Linked DNA regions of Anser cygnoides: region 2 is linked to region 1. A link is a contact called in public Hi-C data. All regions are on one chromosome and are shown on one strand. The core of a region is the stretch at or near the end of the contact, and the rest is flanking DNA. Distances in the headings are between cores, read along the strand shown. Region 1 overlaps ZBTB16 (zinc finger and BTB domain containing 16). Region 2 overlaps LOC106039767 (a long non-coding RNA gene).

Region 1 (5,707 bases), core at 303-2,802:
GCCTACTTCTTGTCCTCAATAAAGTAATTAAACTGAATGGGCGTTGGGAAGTATTATGAGGGTTGATAGTGACTAAAAATAGAATAGCTCTTTTTTCAGGTCCACCGAGCCTTTTCCTGACAGCTTAGAGCCATCCTGGGGCATTGCCTCACCGCGACGAGCCTTTGAGGTGCAGGAGATGCAGCCCAGCACTAAGGCTTGCAGTTTGCTGTATTCCACAGGAAAAGTTGAGCCAGACAGCTGGCAGTTGATCAATTGTCTCCACGTTTCGCAGGGTAAATGCCCAGGGGAGTCTGAAAGAAGCTATTCTTTCTTTTAAATGGATTAAAAATAGCGAGGGCTGGGGTCGGCGGTTTCTGTGTGCCCTTGGCACAGCAGGTAGGGTGCCCACGGGCTCAGCACGGCCGGGGCATGCCGCCTGGTTCTGGTGCTAGGGTAGACGTGCAGCCTGAGGCTTTTTGGGAGAATGCTGCAGAAAAAGGGGTCGAACAGCAGCGCGGCATACATGGCATCTGTGGCTGGCTGGTGGGTGATGGATGTGGGGCAAAGCCCCGAGCTGGGGGAACAGCCCCAACCTGGGCTTGCAAGCCCTGGGCACCACATCCACCCTGGTGGGGAGAGGGGGCTTGCAAGGAGCTCTCGAGGTTGCCGTTTCAGGGATCTAATTTCCGAGAAGCTGAGCACATCATTCATGCTGTGTCATTAAAGTAAGCATCATTCATCCCCATGTCACGGCACGAGCAGGCTTAGCCCCACAGGGAGGAAAAACCTGTCCAGTGAGGAAAAGAAGGGCCGAAAAAGCTCAAAAAGCGCCTGTTGGCCACTTCCCTGCTCCGTGCCGAGCCATGCGGTGGTGAGTGAGCTGCTCCTTGCGTGTTTACGCTAGCCTTTTGCTGCAAAGACCTTTATTAGGCAGGAGCTATAAATTTGCTCGTACAGATATAAATGTACGGCGGAGACTTGTGTGCCAATTACAAGGCATGCTCCGAAACACAGCTGATACTTGGCAGCACGTTAAGTCCCATCCCGTTGGGAAGATCATCTGAAGATATCTATGTACTGTAGGCAATACAAGCCACTAGCTAAAAATACTCTCCCAAAACTTCTGTTTACATTTTAATAGACTAATAGTTTCTATGGGTGTTATTAAAAAAAGGGGGGGGAGGGGGAGAGGAGAGGGAGAAAAAAGCCAACAACAACAACAAAAAAAAGCCCTGACACAGCCTCTTGATGTACTGCTTTCAAATATGTCATGCTCCCTCTAACAAACATCTAACTGTTTTTTCTAAGCACTGTTATAATAAGCTCAGATGTTGGATGACATTTTTCCTGGTGACTCACATAGTAAAATTAACCTTGAACTATTTACATATTCAATCGCCGTACTCTCTCCTCCTCCTCTCCTCTGAGCGTGTGTACATTACAGGAATTCTGGCTCAGGATCAGTTTTTGTTTTGTTGATTAAAAAAAATTCCCTGCCTGGAGTACACATCTACTTGAGTGAAAGAACACACAGTCCTGGCCTTTGGAAATTGGCAGGCAGCGTGCTGTTCCCTGACTGATAAGAGGTACTGTAAATAAAACTGTACAGCATAGCCTGTTGTAAAATGCCCCATGTCTGTACTTATTGTTCTGACAGCTTATGCTTTTTTTGGGTATGCTGTTTTGGTACACTCTGTACTTCCTTATGTAACCAAGCATGCATATCTCATCAGAACATTCACCCTGTTTATTTTAAAATCTCAAGGAATTTTTCTGTCCCCCTGCCCTCCCCACCCCCTGGTCAGCTGCTGGCAAGCACCTCGTGATTCGTTGCTTCGCATCTCTCAGGGCTGTTTCTGCGCTCCGGGCACCTCCCCAGCTCGCCCCCACCTGCACGAGCACCCAGCCCAGGACCCCCCCTGCCCAGCGTTGCCTCTGCTTGGGGCCGGTGTCCCCGATCCAGCAGCATCACGTTGGAGCCGGGGACCAGCCCCTGCTCTAGGCTGTCCCCACCGTGGCTCTGCTGCAGCAGGAGCAGTGCCCACGACGTCCCGGCCCCATGTGGGGAGGGTACGGCCGAGCCAAAACCCCGCTCGGCACAGCCCCAGCCCTGGTGCCCTGCGGGGCGCGTCGCAGCAGGATCGGTGCCGGTGCACCTGCGGCTGGTTCAGCTGCTCTACACGGGGAAAACTTGTTGCTGCATCAGGTTGATGTAACCTTATGGATTATGCTTCACAGCAGTGGGTCTCGGAGAGCTTAAAGTGGCGATGGAGAGTCATTGCCTTGGCAACTGCCTGCTGTACATCATCTGCGCCGGGAGGCTGCCGGGGAGGGGCGGGCGGCCGCAGCCCTATTGATCGGGGTCCCGTGGGTGTCCGGGCAGGCTGCCCCGCACACGGAGCCCCCCCGGCCGTGGTCCTGGCAGTACGACTGCTGCTGGGGCGGGCACTGCCCAGCCTCCCCTTCCTGCTGTGTGCACGTAGCCTTGTGGGGTGCTCGGCCGCCCCATCGGCCAGGCTGTGGGCATCTGCAGGTGGGCCGGGCGGTCACGGGGCTGCGGTCACGGGCTCAGCAAGGAGGTTTTGAAACTTTGTGTGCTTCTGAGTCCCCATCGTTTACCAGTGGGGATTTCAGGGCTGGACACTCGGGCAGCGACCGGGCTGCTGCATCTCAGGGGTGCTGCGTCCTCATCCCCATGCACGGTTTGGGTGGGGAGGACATGGGAGCACTGGTCCCGTGCTTCCCTCCAGCTCTGCGCCCTCCCAGGTGTGCGGCCCTGGGTGTTGCACACAGCACACACTTCTGAGGAAAAATGAAATTAAAAAACAAAAGCGTTGCAGGGTCCCGCTGGCCTTATGGGTCACTGATCCAGGAACAAAACATCCTGAGCTGGCTCTGGCATGACGGCCGGTGATGGCTCCCAAGCAGCAGTGACCTCTCCAATTATGCCGGTAATAGAACCCTGCTCATTATTACAGCCGTCCTTTGGCGAAGGGAGGGGGCAGCTGGCATCGGGGTCCCCGCAGTGGGGTGCGGGTGCCCGGTCACCACACAACCCCCAGCACGTGGGAGCGGGGCCGCGGTCACCCCATGCTGTCACCAAAATGCACCTTCTTATTTATTTTTTTGCGAACAGCCATGTGGTTTATGCACACTTGAGTTGTTTTGAATGCAAACTTGACATCATAGCGAAGGCAGCAGAGAACAACATATGCACAGTAAACAGGCAGACTGTCTTATTGATTAACAGATGAGACCTCTATTATCGATCAAAGCTTGGCGAGAAAATTTATCACTTTTAATTTCACTGCTGCCAAATATTTCTGCCTGTGAGCCAGCCGTTACTAAGACAATTTAAAGACGAAGGAATTCTCTTGTTAATGGATCTCGTGATACCTCCGTCTCTCTCCGTGTCTCCTTTTGTTTCACCACTGCACATCCGCACGCAGGGAGGAGCCAGGGGCTCGGTTCTGGGCCGCGATGTGGAGGGGCCATGGGGCCGGAGCTCCGGGCATGGCCGCGGGGCTCAGCGAGGACCCGGGGCGCAGCTCTCCGCTTCTTCCCCTTCCTGCCACCTCGAAGGCTGCTCCTCGTGCTCTGGTCCACGCGTAGATTCTCGCAACAGCTGAATCGAACTTCAAAATCTAACAAATGCGCTCACAGCTTTGTCCTGGCAGCATATGCGCTGGAGATAGTACGCATTGTTAATCTAGTTTTATCTGGAAGTTACTTATCTGCTGTTAGACATCCTGTTTTTTTTCCTTGTTCTAACTAGCGCCTCTGACCCGCCACACGCGGCACATGTTGATAGTGATTTTCTAAGAATTCCCCTGAATACCACATCTCTCTCTCAGTCAAAGAGGTATCTGTGCTTCTCACTAAATTGTGTTGTTTCTGCCACGTTTCTTATCAGATGGTTCTGCCTTCTCTTTCCTCTCATCCTCTGATACTGGTAACAACTGCTACAATAGGAAGGGGCAGGAAACCGTTTAAAATTAGATCAGTTACAACTCTAATGAAAGTCATTGATGTTTAATGATTTTTTGAAAACAAATATTTAATTTCTTCTTGGCAAGCAACTGCTTAAAATGAAAGAGCAGCACAACGTCAATAGTATATTTGTGTGTTATGCTGTTATTTGGAACTAGCAGAACAATGGGACTGAGAAGGGCAGCTACTTTTTGCTGCCATGTGTGGGCTATAAAATATTAAGTCCCTCTATTGAACAGATTCTGTGTTTTATGAAGTGAATGGCTTTAAAAATACATGCGTTCCTAGAGGAGTGCTCTTCATATCACTTTCATGCTGCTTGCTTGTATTGGTTCTGTGAGAATTGTATTTTCTCTACAGGAATGGATAAATCCTCTTATTGGATGCTGGTGAGAAGGAGTTTTGATTTTGGATATTTGCTGCCGACCTACTCCAGCCAGCATGCCTTACGCCAGCCCTGTCCCCGTGAATGGCTTCAGTGCTGGGGGTGCTCGGCTGTGCCTGCCCAGAGCCCAGTGGTGGGGAGCTGTGGTGGCGGGGAGGACGCTGGCAGAGTCTGCAGGGCTCTGCAATGCCTTTTGCCATGGTGATTCTCCCAGCCTCAGTTTCTGCTGGTTGATCTGCAACCCTCCGCTGTGCGTGCCATCTGAATAATGCTCGTTTTCTCCTTTGTCTTTCTAGCGGGTGCCAAAGCGTTTGTCTGTGATCAGTGCGGTGCACAGTTCTCAAAAGAAGATGCCCTGGAGACACACAGGCAGACACATACTGGTATGTTGACTTTTCTTTTTTTTGCTTAACTCCTTCTCCAAACAAACAGTGCGGAAGGAAGCGGTGTGTGTGCTGCCTCCCTCCCAGGGTATAGAGGCTTTCCTGGAGTCCTTTTCCAGGCCCCGTTACTTCTCCCCCAGGTAGCTCTTATGTCTGAGGGAGGAACCGATCCCGGGTCCCACCACCCCGCTCCCTGGGAAAGCAGCAAAGCAAGAGCACCACAGTGTTCCTTGCTTGAGCTGCCACTTACGTGTCCTTTCCTCTCAATTCCGTGCAAAATGACTTCAGCAAAGCATCTCCTGTCTGTGTCCAAACTCACAGCTCTGACCGCAGAGTCAAAACATAAAATTAAATGAAAAGAGCTTTTCTTGGAGCCGATGGCAGAGAAGGGAGCAAGCCGAGGTTGACCGTCTCCATTTGGTCTTGTCCTATTCTGTCCCTAAACAGCGATTCTTGCTAAAAGAGAGCACTCAACCTTTTGTTTCAGGGATGCTCAAAGTTAGGCTGAGTTTCCATGGTCACATAGTGATAAAGGTGCATTGGAGGCAGGTGGGATGAGGCAGCTTTTGGTGTCGTCCCCTGCACGCTGCGGAGGGCATTGCTCTGCTGCCTGCCCACGTCCAGGTGTCTGTCGTGCTGGCGTCACTGCGCTGTGTTTCAAACTGCTTGGGAAACAAAACTTAGACTAAGTGCCTTGTTACCAAACACAGTTTTGACATAAATATTTTGACTTCCTTTGTAAGTTTTTGCCAAACTGAGAAATTAACCCTTTGCAGTTCTTGTTTCTGACCTGCCCAGGTCCATTTCTATCTTTATTTTTATTGAGGTAATTTTTTTTTTTGGCTGACCTCTTTCTTTGAAATATATCTGTATTTGTGTTAAAATTTGTGCGTGGTGTTTGAAAGGGAAACCTCCCCAGATGGCTTTCTGGGTGATATTGATGAAAGGAGTAGCACAACCTGCTCCT
Region 2 (6,097 bases), core at 2,508-5,007, 420 kb before region 1:
CTGTGCCAGCAAAGCAGAGAAAAGGCTCTGGAGTAAACCAGGCAGGTAATTGTAGTGAAGGTTAAGAGTACAGAACAAATGGAGGCTTTAAATAATCCCCCCTGAAGGTCTCGAGTAGCCACCTGGTAGGGCTGCAGCATGCGGGGCTGGATGCTGGCAGAGGCTGCTGTGGGCTGCGCGCAGGGGGACGGCTCAGCTCACACCACGAGGAGTTCAGTGCCCTGGGTCCTGCCTTTCCTTGTGCCAGCCTTTCGGTAGAAACGATGTGGGCTGCTCTGGGGGGCTGTCAGGAGCGAATGCTGGAGCCTTTCCTCTAGGGACAGGGCTCTCTGGGCAGTGAGTGCCAGGCTGTAAAACATCCCATGGCTCGCTCCTGCGCCCCGTCCTTCCCTGAAGTGCAGGCTGTTGCCTTAAAGGTGACTCAAAACATGTGAACACCAGCTTCCTGTTCGTTTTTTTAAAAAGTCCCATTTTTCTGTCTTGTCAGGTCTATTTAAGTATTTAATGAGGTGAGATAGTACCAATAAATTTAACACAGCACAATAACTCTGATGTGGGCCACAGCCTCATAAACTTCCATCCCTGGGACGGGAGGGTGATCCACTCGCCCAGGCTGCACCGCTGTGATTGCTGTGCTCAGGCACTCTGAAGGTTGGCCAAGGACTTCAGAGGCTCTGCCACAAACAGGAGCATGCTCGCCGGGACGGGCTGCAGGGGGCTTCCCGGGCATGAAGCTGTTTAATTGGCAGTGGGGACGCAGGGGATGGGGCTAAATCCTGCTGGGATGGTGGACAACTGTTTTATCCTGTACTGCTCGTGTTACAGCCCATGGAGGCCTCTGAGGGCTCATCAGCAGGAACAGCTGGTGCTGTAGCAAGCAGAGCTGACTTTCAGCTGATTTCCTCCTGGGGGTCCCCAGGAGCGATGTCCTCTTCACTCATGAACAGTGACTTAGTACAGGCAGGCTGAGAAGTCAGGCAGGCGCTTCGAAGCCTGTGGGTGCTGGGCTTGCACCAAAACTGCATGGCTTGTGGTGCCCACGCCCGCACCCCATGCGGGAGGACAGCGTGCACACACGATTGTCTCCTTGTCTGCTGCAGCTGATCCCTGTGGCTGGTTTGGGTGGGTGAGCCCTGCGGTGGAGCCGAGGGTCCTGGTGCTGAGCAGGGCCAGTGAGCTCAGGCACCGTGGTCCTGGCGGTTCCACCACATCCAGCCTCCGAGAAAGAGCTGGGTGGCTTTGCACTGCTGCGGAACATAGCGAAATGGTTAACTTTGAATGTCTCCTGAATGAGTAATCTCACAGATATTCCCACCCCCCCCCGGCCCTGCACACACGCTACGTGCAAATCTGTTTGCAAGCAGCTTGCTTTCTTGGAGGAGGACTTGGAATTGTTAGCTGGCTCCTGTATCCCGTGTACTGAGGCATCCCTTCCTGTGACTGGCTTTGGCAATGACATTTCTCTTGATCTGAATGTTGGGGTTTTTTTTCTGAGTGGAGAGGATGGGGAAAGATGAGTTTAAAGCTGTTTCATGTGGAGGCATCTGTGAGTTTAAGATTCATTCTGGTACTTTGGCATGAGCGTTTGTGGCTGATGCAAAGTAATACTGAAGTTTGGAAGAATCGTCTCTGGCTTTGTATCTGTCTCAAGATTTTAATTGCTTCTCTAGTCTGATATTGCCCATTCAGCAGGTGCAAGAGTTGAACTATTAGCTAAATCATCTGTTTTTCATGGGTCCTATACATTCTAGTAGTATGCAGAAGTAAATTACAGCGATTTCATGATTTTCCTCTTTTTGCTTCTGGCACTGACCCCTCTGCGTTGGGGAGTAAGAACAGCATCTGTGCTATCCATCGGCTGTATCTGGGCCCACTGGAGCACCCTGTTTACACCAATCCTGTACAAATTCATTTTGTGTTCTTCTCTATAAATAGCTTTCCAGTGCCTGCCCATACTAAAAAACCATCATACTCCATAACTGGCCAGGCACAAATCTAATTATCCCAGAAGGGGAGGGAGTGGAGAGAAGAAAGCACATAGAAATTTCATCATCTAACCTTGTGAAATCTGTATGACTTGGAGCTCCAGAGCCTTTGCTTTCAGAGTACAGCTCACCTTCAGAAGCATGGGTTCCTTAAGCACACTTCTTTTTAGCTGTTTTTTTCTTTCTTTTTCTTTTTTTTTTGCTCTGTGCACTGTGCTAAGGGACATACTGAGAGTAGTTTATTACAGCTTTCTGTTTCGTTCTGCTGCAGTACAGTAGAAATAATGCAATCATGTCTCAGCTCCATATGGTCTCAGAGGCTGAGAAGCAGAACAACCTTTTGCTTTGTTTGTGTTTTCACTTACAGCATTGGGGGATGCCGTGGGGAGCTGCTGGCTCGGCTGCTGTCGTCCCCCCCCCTCTGCTGTGCCCTGCTCCCCAAAATGCCACGGCGCAGCGGTGTCCCGGTGTTCGGAATGATGGTGTGGCTAGAGAAGAAATACTGTGCTTGGAAAACAGCCATCGTTTATCTAAATATTTGTGTTTGTATGTGTGGGCTCCATATTGCAGAGAGCAAGCGCGGTTCTGTAGCCTCTCCACTACAGCAGGTCAGACCATACGATCCGAAGCTGCCTGCCAGGTTTGAAACATGCAAGTGTGTTGCCTTGTGCGGCAGCAAATAACCTTGTGCTGCCCGTTGGATGAGACTGGGGTGCGAAGAGCACCAGGCTGCAGCGATGAGAGCCCTGACTGTAGGAAATCAGGGGGTGTCTCCTGGGTTTGGGAGCTGGGGGACCCTGGAGGAGCCGTGTGTCGGCGCTGCTGAGGGTCGCCACTTCGGCTTCAGAGGACCCCCTGAAGCATCCTGGTCTCATTTGGTTCACTCTCATAACAAAAATTTCATTGTTAATGGTGGCTTCTAAGAACTGAAGCCAGGAGTGGGGAAATGGCATTGCTGTAAGATACAGCTGATTTTTTTTTCAGATTTCTCAGAATTTGGCAGGCCACAAATTGGGCACACAGTGTTGGGCATGAACATGATCCAAAGCACCCAGTTCTGCATCTGATGCCCAGATTTGTTATCAGTGAGCTGCTCCAAACAGTGCTGCTCTGACCAGGGGATCTGATTCAGCTAAATGGAGAATTAAACTGTTCTTTGAACAAAGAGTTGAAAGGTGCAAGGCCTGTACGGTGTGGATCGATGCAGTGCACACAAATTCCTGAACCGCTGGGTTTGCTTGGCTTCGGAGGTCGTGAACTCTGCTAAATTCTTTCAGCCTCTGGTTCTGGAGCTCCATGAAACAAACCTGGGGAGAAGGAAAACATTCCTGGTGCCCGTGTGCCCCTGCACAGAGCTGCACAAACAAATGGTTCCAATTATGAAATGGAGTTTGCATGCACTGTGTTATTTCACCCAGTGCCGGAGGGTCTGAATTTCCTCACTACTATGGATAAAGTCCGTCAGCCAACATCTACACTCGTGTAAAAACATAAAATCGAGCTTTGTCTTTCATCAGAAAAATAAACTACGTGCCACAGAGCAGAATAGCAGAGGGAGCACCGGCAGGGCTGAGCAGAGCAGTGCTGGGCAGCAAGGCAGGGAGAGAGCCAGGCTCAGGACACCTCTGCAGGAGCTGGGGCACCCTGCACGGCTGCAAATGCCATTTTCCTGGGGAGAGGACAAAGCAGTAAGGCACTGGGGCTAGGGGTCTGCTGCATTGCTTAAACACCCTGCTGTTGGGCATGGGTGGTATGTAGAGAGACCCTGAGGGAAGGCACAGGGAAGCAGCTTGAAAAATCAGGAAGGGTTTTGCACAAAGATGTACAGCAGCTTGAGAAGGCGTCTTTTCCTTTTGGAGCTGTGCAGATGGACAAGACCAATGAGCCAAGCTGCAGTGAGACTCAATATGGCCCGCTTCCGATTTATTTGGATCAGGGAGCACCCCGGCAGTACAGGAATATGACACCTCTCTTGTCGGCGGATGCTGGGTCAAAACGTTCCTGTGTTATCAGTGAAGTATTTCCTACTTGGCACTTAACTTAAGTAGGTCTCAAAACACTTCGCAGAAGAAGACAGGAAATAAAATTGTGCTGGGGGAAAACTTGGGCACAAAGCTTTGCCCCAGCTGCAGCAGGACAGTGGCAAAGGAGAGGGGAGAGCTGCTGCTTCCCCAGCGTCAGCTGGTGGCTTTGTTCTCCCAGACTTGCTGCCCGCCTTTATAAATGCAGGATGGGAAAGGCCCTGCCAAAGGTCTTCCAGGCTACAAGGACGTGGTGAAAGGAGGGAGGGCAGCCCATGCCAGAGCACTGAGCAGCATCCTGCACCCCTGCCCAAGGCATGGTGCCTGGAGGCACCCAAATGTGCACAGAGCCCAGGCCTGCTGGCTTGAGCATCCTCAGGCAAAAGCACCGCGTCTCACCTCCCCACACAAAACATTTTCCTGTCTTCTGCAAGATACTTTTATTTGAAGAGCTCTCACGATGAGCATAATTTTTCAAATTACTTGTTCTTTCTTTGCCTTCCATGTGTATGCTTGCGCTTTTCCTGCCTCACATTGACGTCATGTTTTAGTACAGCAGCAATAACATTCGGCCTGAGGATAAATTCGTGCATGTGAGAAATAAGAGGGCTTCACCTGTGATGTGTCCGCCCAAGTGCTCAAGCAGAGCAGTCCAGCCCTTGGGATGCTGTTTGTCTAAATTCTCTGAAACCCACGGCTATAATTAGGCTGCACTCTGGGTATTTATAACCCTTCATGGCTTTACGCTTAGCGTTTTTAAGTGCAGAGTAGAAATTGGGGCTGGCGAGGTAAAGCTCACCAGAATAAACAGTGCGGTCCAGGCAGGTGTATTCTGCAGGGAAGTCTGAAGCGGGGGAGCCCAGGGCCCCCAGCTGCCTGGAGCTGGGAGGACGTGCCCCGCAGCCCTCCGTCCCAGGCTGTGATCTCAGCTCCACAGCCCTGAGCGGGAATGTGAGACCTGCAAGGGGAACCTGGGGGAGTGATGCCGCTTGTTCAGAAGGAAGTGTCTGGTCAGTGATTAACCAGCGGTTTTTGTGATGTGAGAGCTCTGGCCTGACTTGTGAGGGTGTCTGTCCACAGAGCAGCCAAGTTCAGGATGTAAACACTGAAGTTCCTTAAATGTAATGCCTCTCAGTACCTGGGAGGGGGCTGGTGCTTGGAAAATGTTTGTGGTGGTGGTGTCACAGCAGCCTTTTGAAGGGCGTGTGCTTTATTTCCATTGCACTTTCAACCAAAGGCTAGAGTAGGTGGGTCTCCACAAGAATCTCTCTCTGGGCAGAGGGGGAAAAACTGCTGGAGGATGGAGAAGCCAGGTTAAAGGAGCCTCTGTATGCAGGAGGTGGAGGAGCTTTGGGAGGGTATCAGGATGCTGCCTCTATCTCCCTCCCTTTGCTACTCAGCGGAGCAGGAGAGTTGGCTGTGAAAAGCTGGCTAAATAGGAGAATTAAGTTGCTAGCAACTAAAAAAGTAAAAACAAAACCAAAAACCCTCAAGACCTGTGGAATGCTTATTTGCCTCCAGTAACTGATTCCTGTTATGCAAATTGACAACATGCGTATACACAATTCAATATATTGAATATTTGATGTTTTACTGGAAAGTGGGGCATTAGTAGTGGATGATGGTAAAGTGAACTGCTGCCTGGGCTAGCAAATCGACCAGTGCTTGAGCTGGGAGGACAAGTGAATCTCAGTGCTCCGCGTGCAGGCTGGCAGCCCTTACTCTGGTGGTGCAAATGGCCTTGGGACGGGAGCTGTCTGTGTTCGGGACCTGATTGCTTCGGTTGCGTTCAGGCAAACGCATCCAGAACGCAGGGCCTGGGTGCCAGCCTGCTCAGCTCCTAATCCAGCGTTCGAGGCACGATCCATGCCGTGTTGTTAAATGCCCTACATATGGATGAATGTTTCTTTAAAGCCTTTAAGAGTAAGCAGCAGCAAAAGAGATCCTTGGCTGCTTGACAACCCAAATGTGGTAGAAATTCCATATGTTTCTGGCTTTAACCTTCCCCAGAGTGCCCCATTTTCTCCATGTTTTGATTTTTAGATCAGGCTTAAGCAACTATTCTCATTGGTCCAGTTGCTGGTGGGAAGT

The links. A called contact is a pair of places that touch in the nucleus more often than the background predicts.
Region 2: a contact with region 1 is called in a Hi-C map of liver, with 2.2 times the contacts expected there. The contact joins two enhancer-like sites. A contact is called at or near these places in 2 of 7 Hi-C or Micro-C datasets (both in liver).

What each region holds. Positions count from the first base shown.
Region 1 is chr21:2,305,751-2,311,457 of Taihu_goose_T2T_genome, reverse strand. It overlaps ZBTB16 (zinc finger and BTB domain containing 16), which reads left to right. Exons shown (of 7, transcript XM_066981283.1): 4 at 4,654-4,740. Among named protein-coding and RNA genes, the nearest start is that of HTR3A, 49 kb to the right of the region's middle. Within about 2 kb of position 1,552, at least 2 of the 3 cell types and tissues checked have open chromatin away from gene starts, as enhancers often do. A contact at or near this core is called in liver, where this site is marked.
Region 2 is chr21:2,730,856-2,736,952 of Taihu_goose_T2T_genome, reverse strand. The region is part of intron 1 of LOC106039767 (a long non-coding RNA gene); the gene reads left to right. Among named protein-coding and RNA genes, the nearest start is that of CADM1, 28 kb to the right of the region's middle. Within about 2 kb of position 3,757, at least 2 of the 3 cell types and tissues checked have open chromatin away from gene starts, as enhancers often do. A contact at or near this core is called in liver, where this site is marked.